3 separate regions of the Mus musculus genome follow, and all the other regions are linked to region 2. A link is a contact called in public targeted proximity ligation data. All regions are on one chromosome and are shown on one strand. The core of a region is the stretch at or near the end of the contact, and the rest is flanking DNA. Distances in the headings are between cores, read along the strand shown. Region 1 overlaps Pten (phosphatase and tensin homolog). Region 2 overlaps Gm36774 (a long non-coding RNA gene). Region 3 has its middle 4.2 kb from the start of Gm29863.

Region 1 (2,743 bases), core at 68-2,567, 150 kb before region 2:
TTGCGTGTCCAATGGGCCTCTCTTTCCAGTGATGGCTGACTAGGCCATCTTTTGATACATATGCAGCTAGAGTCAAGAGCTCCAGGGTACTGGTTAGTTCATAATGTTGCACCTACAGGGTTGCAGATCCCTTTAGCTCCTTGGATACTTTCTCTGGCTCCTCCATTGGGGGCCCTGTGCTCCATCCAGTAGCTGACTGTGAGCATCCACTTCTGTGTTTGCTAGGCCCCGGCCTAGTCTCACTGAGTTCCCATTCTTAGAACTCATACAAAAGCCAGCTTGCTCAGCATGTTTCTGCGACCTCTGTGACAGGAAGCAGGCAGAGAAGACTATCCTGGGGGCTTGCTGGCCAGTTAGCTTAGCCAAAATAACTAGCTCCGTGTTCAGTGAGGGAACCGTTCTCAAAAACAGACTAGTTGCAAAGTCATAGAGAAATACCTGTTGTTCCCATGACACACACACACACACACACACACACACACACACCTAAAATTGTTTAAGTTAACCTTCATTTTCTGTCAGAGCTGACTCACTGAAAGTGTCAGCGTTTGCCTAGATTCCCTGGGAAAGGTTCCGCAAGTGCAGTCGGTGGTCAGGGCTGGCTTCTGGGGCTGCTTCTCTGTCCTCTTGAACTACTTTGGTTTCTTTGTTTCTGTTTTGTGGGGTTTTTTAAGATTTGTTTTTGTTGTTTTGTTGTGGATTTTTGGTAATACTTTCTAGCATTTGAAATACATGTTTATATAAAATAAATTTAAAATTCACTATTGTGGCTTATCTAGATTTATTTCCTAAGAAATCTTTCATGCTCATACATCAGCCTCAGTTTATCTCAGTGAGACAGACACACAGACACAGCACAGTTGGAAAGGAGGCTCAACAGGGATAGGAGGGTGAGAGTGGTGAGGCGATGTGAGACAGACACACAGACACACCACAGTTGGAAAGGAGGCTCAACAGGGATAGGAGGGTGAGAGTGGTGAGGGCGATGTGAGACAGACACACAGACACACCACAGTTGGAAAGGAGGCTCAACAGGGATAGGAGGGTGAGAGTGGTGAGGGCGATGTGCAGTCAGTTCCTTCAAGGAAGATGCAGTTCTAGGAGGTGTCTTAGGTCGTGCAGGGTTAGGGAGCATTGCCTCTCACTGCTGTCTAATATTTTAGCCTCTACTATCTAAATACATCTCTGTAGGCAAGTTTGCCCATTTCTCTTTGGAATGTGCTGTTTCACTTGTCTTTCCTCACTTGTCTTTCTATGTGTCAGACTGAGAGAACAGTGGGGGAAGTGCGGAATGTGTCCCTAAGTAATCAGTTCTCTTTGAGACAGTTATCCCCCCACCCCTTCAAATGATGGAATGATGTACTGTACCCATTAAAGGGCTGCTTTCTTCTGTTAGACTTGCTGTTGCTCACATGCTAGCTAAGAAATCAGAATGTTCAACTGTTAAGGGGCACACAGATAGGATTTCCCTAAGCCTAAGGTAAACACACGGTAGGAAAGACTCTTGAAAGAATTATGAGTTTTTAGTTGCAAATGACATAAAATGTCTTTACCAGAAAGGAATAATGCTCTGGAGGAAGTTCCCATTGTGGAAAGCAGAAGTTTAGGAAACGTGGTGTAGGGGCTACAGTCTGCTTAGACACCAATGCATGGTCCTACATCCTGGTTGCTGTCTGTGAATTCCCAGGTCTTCCAGTGAGATCTTTGAAGAATCTACTGTTCTCTTGTACCTTGCTGCCCACTCTGTAGGAGTGAGTGTCTCACAACAAGGGAAAGAGAAAAGAAATACCTGCCTCTGATCTCAGTGTTTGCTAACTGGTTGACATAAGGGTGGCACAATTTCCTTATGAAATTTTTATACTTCATCCCCCTTTCAGAAATTTGTAGCTGTGTTTACATATAAGAAGCCGTGGTCTTTGTTTGTTTGTTTGGGTGTTCTTGGACTTTCTAGCTTCCAAAGCTTCGGACAGTTAACTTCTGTGGGGCATTGTGTGCATACGTGGTGTTTACTTTGTGTTGACTTTCTTTTCAACTGAGTTTTCTTTTAAATTGTTTAAACTGCTTTGATTCCTTTTGTAGACACAGCTTTATAATGCTTTATAAGTCCTTTCTTTATGCCTTTATAATATAGCCTTTATAAATCCCTTCTGTGCCCTTAGATTCAGATAAATGTTGACTAAAGAAATTGATGGGTTATATTTTGCTCAGAATAACTGATTGCTAACTCTGCTTTATTGTTGTATATAATTACTATATTTTCTATTGCTAGCTCTTAAATAATCAAGAAGCAGCTTTGCTTAAATTATCAAGTAGAAAAGATTTAACTTATGAGGAATTGTTAATATATCTCCTACTACTGACTCGGCATTTTTCTTTTGGACAGAGAATAGAGAAGTGAAAGGTTTAGGGCTCCCTGCCTTTTTCCTGTTTCCAGCATTATACACCAGTCAAGCGTATGGAATTCTAGTTTCTTTTTGTTCTGTTGCTCCACTCCAACCTTTAGTTGATACTGTTTTTGTGTTCCTTCTTATACACCACTTTGTGCTGTTCTGATTTCATCTCTGAGCACTCCTTCTGCCATTGTGATGACCGTGTTTTAAAATGGAGCTTTGTGAGCTCTCTGCAGCTAAGTGTTTTTTCCTGAATAATTTGTTCATTACAAAAGAGAATTCTAGAGAATCCTACCAAGTCCATAGCATTGTTACTGTGATTGCTGTTTTGAGATGGTGTCCAACTCTAATCC
Region 2 (2,961 bases), core at 434-2,933:
CTTATGGTCCTTTCCGTTACAATGTGTATGATGCTAAGAGAAACAAAGAATGCTGTAAAATAGTCTACTGCTTATTCCTGAGTTTACTGAGCACCGATTTGTGGCAGGAACACAAATTTCTTTGTTAGAGTCACAAAAAAACAATGGCCCTATCAGGACCCTCCAGCACTCAGGGGTCTCCAATTCCTTTAGCGTCACAGCCTGTTCCCCTTGCCTGACTGCATGCTTCTCTTCTAGACCCGTTGTCTACTCCCATTGCACACGTTTAGCTGCAGCTTTAGGCTTTACTCAAAGCCTCTGCTCTCTGTCAACCACACATGTAACTCTTACTCATTCTCCAAAGCCCACTCTGAATCTCGTTCCCTCAGTGGTTGCCTCCATGAACTCCCTTATCTAGAATGGCATCTCCAGTCCCATGGTCTGACAGAATCTAACATCACCCTTCCTTCCACAGGTCTGGCTTCACACATGGACTCATCTTTACTCATATCTGGTAGGAGAGTAGAAGCTGCAATCTCTTTGTGCATGAGCAACCTTTCCTGGATCAGTGTAGCTACCACCGCTCATCAAAGCAGCCTAGAAAATCACAATGGAACACAATTCGATCCCGGGGAGCCCAGGCCCTAATGGCTACATCTACATCACGGCTCTTAATCTATGGCTCAAGGAATATTGTGGAAGAGGAGCAGGAGAAATTTTAAGAGCCAGAACACTAGGAAAGTTTCCTCAGATCAGTATTTTCTAGAAATGGATGTATGAACCAGACGTGAAACATGGCACTACCAATGGTAACAAAATGCTCACAGCCAACCGTTGGACTGAGCGCGGGGACCCCAATGGAGGAGTTAGGTAAAGGACCGAAGGAGCTGAAGGAGTTTGCAACCCCATAGGAAGAATAACAATATCAACCAACCAGACCCCCACACCCCCCAGAGCTCTCAGGGACTTAACCATCAACCAAAGAGTACACATGGAGGGACCCATGGCTCCAGCTGCATATGTAGCAGAGGATGGTCTTGTTGGGCATCAATGGGAGGAGAGGCCCTTGGTTCTCTGAAGGCTCAACGCCCCAGTGTAGGGGAATGTGAGGGTGGTGAGGTGGGAATGTGTGGGTGCATGGGGGAGTTCCCTCTCAGAAGCAGGGGGAGGGGGGATGGGATAGGGGGTTTGTGGAAGGGAAACTGGGAAAGGGGATAACACTTGAAATGTAAATAAATAAATATCCAAAGGTGGAAGAGGGAAATTTCATGGGGTCGTAACCCTAGACAAAGGAGCAGTGACTGCTGAAAGAGGAAGACTTAGCTTTTCTCAGAGAGGAGCCACCTTATTTATTGTCCTAAGCAAAGTAATCAGCTTTGAAACCATATACACACAGATAAGAAACACAGATTTTATTTATATATATTCATGTAAACAGATACACATACACACATGTACACATACACACACACACTAATCAAAGAGATAGAGGCTATCAACTTGAGAGTGAGGGGTGGGCATGGGGACAGCTGGAAGGGGGTACGTGGGAGGAGTTGGAGGAGGTAAAGGGATGGGGAAGTGGTGTAATTCTGTTTCAATTAAAAAACAAATTAAAAGGATATAATCAGCCCGAGAGACATGGTAGACAGAGACAGGAAGCAGACATGCCTCTGACAGCTGTAGCTTTCAGTTCCTGTGCTAGGTCTCAGAGCCCAGACCCAGGCTTTATGCCTGGCTTACCCACTTGGACCAAGTGTGGCTTCTCAGAATAGCCTGAACCCACAGCGGCTCTTGTTATTCTCTGTTTGGCAATAGTTCCAAGAATTTCTGAGTTTGTCCTTCAGTGATTCTTCCCAGAGTCCTGTTTGCTGGAGAGAAGGGGGGCTGGTGGCCACAGCATGGGCTTACCGAGTGCCTCCCGTGTGCTGGACCATTGTGCCGAGGGCTGTCCTTGCATCTAGGGTAGCCCTTGATACCTACATATGGACTGAAATGTTGCAGTAGCTCCATTTAACGTGAAGAAATGTGGTATGTGTGTGTGAGAGAGAATTCTGTGTTCATGGTGGTATCCAGGACTGCCGCTTTTAATTTTGGATCTTTCTATGCAAGGGTTGGTTATAAAAATAAAGGGTGGGCCAGTGAGATGATTCTTTCAGTAAATGCTTGCTGCTCAACGGTAAGAATGTCATTTAGAATCCCAGAATCCATGTAACGCTGGGTTTGGGAGCATGGGTCTGTCATCCTAGTGTTGTTGTGCCGAAGTCAGAGGCAGGAGGATCCCCAGAAGCTCATGGGCCAGCTGTACTGCTATGTGCAGTGCTGGCCACTGAAGAGTCGCTGCCTTAATCAAGATAGAAAGGTGAGTTTGTTTTCTGACCCCTACACGCACGCACACCGTAACATGTATATGTCCAAGCTCACTGACAAACACACTTAAGTCTGAAGAGCAGTGAAGTCTGATATTCATATGACCCCTGGAGTTGGTGTCCACTTTGTGAAAAGTTTCCCATCCAAGGGAGGATGGTTTTAGAAACGCCATGATTCCAGCTGGAAAGATCTTCAGTCATAGTCAGATTTTAAAGATTATTAAATGATGGTTCTTCGGTCCTAATCGTATGCAGTCCTTAAAGGCCATCTCGGGGCAGCTGATCAGAGGGGATGCGGGAGACCCACTCGGGACAGCGTTTTTCTAGGAATGCTAGAGGGTGAGAGCCTTCCTGAGAAATTTCACAGTGGCAATAAATAATCCTGTCAGCTGTATTTCAAGGCAGACAGTGAAATCTTTTCTGGGAACATGATCTCTACTCTGTATTTGTCACATTTACTGACCCAAGTGGCCCAAAACGTCTGATGTTGACAATATTTGCCATTTCTACTCCCAGGTGGGTCTCCAGTGGTGTAGAGTAGCCTCTTACGGGGAATGGTCATGTGACCCAGAGAGATGGGATGTGTCCACGGCCAGAGGTCCAGGCTGTCCTGGTT
Region 3 (2,768 bases), core at 256-2,755, 140 kb after region 2:
CTGCAGAGAGAGCACAGCACATCTTGTTCTGTCAGGGGATCAGCACTGGCCTGTAAATAGAATAACTAATTTAGTTACAGGACATAGGCAAACTGTGGGAGGAAGAGAAGGGCTAGGACTGAGGACAGGACTCAGCTTAACCATTTCTGGGTAAGGGTCTACTTTTTAAATAACAAGAGAAGTTAAATGCACTTTGGATCTGTCTTTTGCCAGTCATCCCAGCTGGCTAGCTGCCAGCAAGCCAACCTACAAAGGTGGTCACTGCAAATGTATTTAATTTCAGGCATGGATGCTCAACATACCTTGAAATTGCCCCACATGAAGAACTCCCAGTCCTACCCTTCCCTTCTCTTAGGAAGGAAGTACCTGCACTGTAACCATACACTTCCACCACCTACCTCTCTGACTTAAACTCTTGAGCATTCTTTCTGGATTTTTATTTCTCCCTTAGAAGAAGAAAAGCAGAGACTTTTGTCATGTAGTCTACTTTCTATGGGACATTGCTTTATCAGGGTTAGGGCGACAAGTCAGTTGGTAAAGTTCTTGGTGTGCAAGCATGAGGTCCTGAGTTCAAACCCCAGCACCCATAAAAAAAGCTAGGTGTGGTGGTGAGCACTTGAGAGGCCAGTGCTGGGGAGGCAGAGGCGGACTAATCCCCAGGGCTTGGTGAGCAGCTGCTCTAGTCTAATGGAGCCTCAGATCTATTGAGGGACATTGTCTCAAGAACCAGGTGGATGGCTCTTGAGGAATGACACTTGAGATTGACCTCTGGCCACCACATGCATGCATGTACACACACACACACACACACACACACACACACACACACACACACACAATTGTTTTATTATCTTAGAGACTTTCTTCCACACTGGGTCTTTCCATTTTGTAAAATTAAGTATAGAATGGAAAAATATTTTTTTCTTAACCCTGCTACTCTCTTTTGCTATGTCCCTAGCTTTGATGTTTGCTAGCAAGGGTAGAACTAAGTTATGCTGTAATAACAAATGATTTTTACATCTCATGATATGTTCAATGGACAATATTTATCTGTTCTGTGCATATGTTTCAATCTTTTGCTTTTCTCATCTAAGTGGAGGATCTCCTCCTGAACCATTGTGGGGGTTAGGGCGGAGGAGGAGGAAGAAGAAGAAGAGGAGGAAGAAGAGAAGAAAGAAGTCAGGGAGAAAAGGGGGATGAACAATGGAGGAGAAGAAGGAGAGAGGAAGAAGAAACAGAGAGAAAGAAGAGATTAAAGATCAAAGTGCAGGCTTTTCACCACTTTGGTCCAGAAAACTTCAGACTTATAACTGAACAGCAGCATGGCCCCTCCTCAAATGTAAGGGCCTTGAGAAATGGCATCTGCCTCTTAACTGGAGGACGAATGATCGGCATTAGTGATAGAGCCTTACTTAATTCAACTACACTCCTTTGAGCCACTCTCCATGTCACTTACCTTCCTGTCAGCTTGCCTATTTTTAGAACAGAGCTCTTGTTACCACCTGAAAGTGCCTTTGGTTTCATTTTTGTCTTGTATCACGGTGTCCTGGTGGTTGGTTATCTAGCCCTGTTATCTCTGCTCCTTCAGTTTTGGTTCCTTTGTAAAACCTGACCCACATGCTATCATTGATCTCTCTGAATTGCCTTCTTGGTCTGTGCTGTGTTGGATAGGTGTCACCTCAAGGCTCACCCATGAATGGCTTGGTATCCAGCCTTTATGCTATAAGAAGATGGTGGAACTTCTGAGAGGTGCAGGTGGAAGGCTTCAGGCCTTTAAGGGATTTTCTTCCCTTTTTGTTTTTTCTCTCTCTGGCCATGGGTTTGATGGTTTTACTCCACCTTGATGTAGCAGGCATGGTGGCGGCCGACAGAGTCAACTGATCCCAGCCTGAAACCTCGTACACAATGAGCCAAAGTCAACTGCTCTACTCAGAAGAGCATCGGTTACGGGGAGAAGCTGACCAAGGCATTGGAAGCCTGCCTCCGTCCCTTTATGCTTCTTTCCCCAGCATCCCTCACTAACGTCTCTTGCTTTTCTTCCTGGCTAATAGAGCTAGCCAGGTGGCCCAGGCTATCCTCGCATCTCTCCGTGTGCTCTTTCCCTTAAGCTTCAGTGCGAGCATCCAGTGCCCCAATGCTCAGCTAACCCACCTGTCCATCACTTTCTCCAGATCTAGGATTAAACTTTCTTTTACTGAGTTTATGCTCGTGTTTTAAAAATGAATATGAATTCATCCTCTCTGAGAAACAGACCTTCTTTTGACCTAGCAATTTCCGTTAATGGAACTGCATGAGAACACTCTGGACAAAAGTGAAGAGTACTCCAGCTTAAGTGGACTAAAAACATAAATTCATTACGTCTAGTGTCAAGAAGCGTCCATCAGCTCTGTTCACAAATGTATCTCTCAGCCCTGAGTTAGCCTCTCTAGTTACAAGAACCCTGCTCATTCTTAGAGACAAGCTGACCTCCACTCAGCCATGGCTATTTGGCAGCACCATTTTGATACCCACTGGAGTCATTTCAAAGGTTTCTAATAAGAAATAAATGATATCCTAATATTATTAGTAAAGACTAAAAATCATCTATCCATAATGGTTGGGACTGGCCAAATGATTTGGACTTCATTTTTAAAAGTTGACAGAATTTGTACATATATACAAATATCTGAACTGTAAATTTTATATGTATGTAGAAGATATATATCTATATATATCTATGAGATATTTGGGGAATGAGATCTAATTATAAACAAAGAATTTATACAACT

The links.
Region 1: a targeted proximity ligation map of microglia shows a contact between it and region 2, with 4 times the contacts expected there. A contact is called at or near these places in 4 of 130 datasets of targeted methods (the 230-238 cell line, CD8 T cells and microglia).
Region 3: a contact with region 2 is called in a targeted proximity ligation map of CD8 T cells, with 6 read pairs. A contact is called at or near these places in 2 of 484 Hi-C or Micro-C datasets (the AML12 cell line and T follicular helper cells) and 5 of 130 datasets of targeted methods (the 230-238 cell line, CD8 T cells and the NIH/3T3 cell line).

Annotation. Positions count from the first base shown.
Region 1 is chr19:32,787,309-32,790,051 of GRCm38.p6, forward strand. All of the region lies in intron 2 of Pten (phosphatase and tensin homolog), which reads left to right. Among named protein-coding and RNA genes, the nearest start is that of Pten, 31 kb to the left of the region's middle.
Region 2 is chr19:32,938,173-32,941,133 of GRCm38.p6, forward strand. Gm36774 (a long non-coding RNA gene) reads left to right here. Exons shown (of 5, transcript XR_001782638.2): 5 at 455-1,227. Among named protein-coding and RNA genes, the nearest start is that of Gm36774, 9.3 kb to the left of the region's middle.
Region 3 is chr19:33,080,161-33,082,928 of GRCm38.p6, forward strand. No RefSeq gene overlaps it. Among named protein-coding and RNA genes, the nearest start is that of Gm29863, 4.2 kb to the right of the region's middle.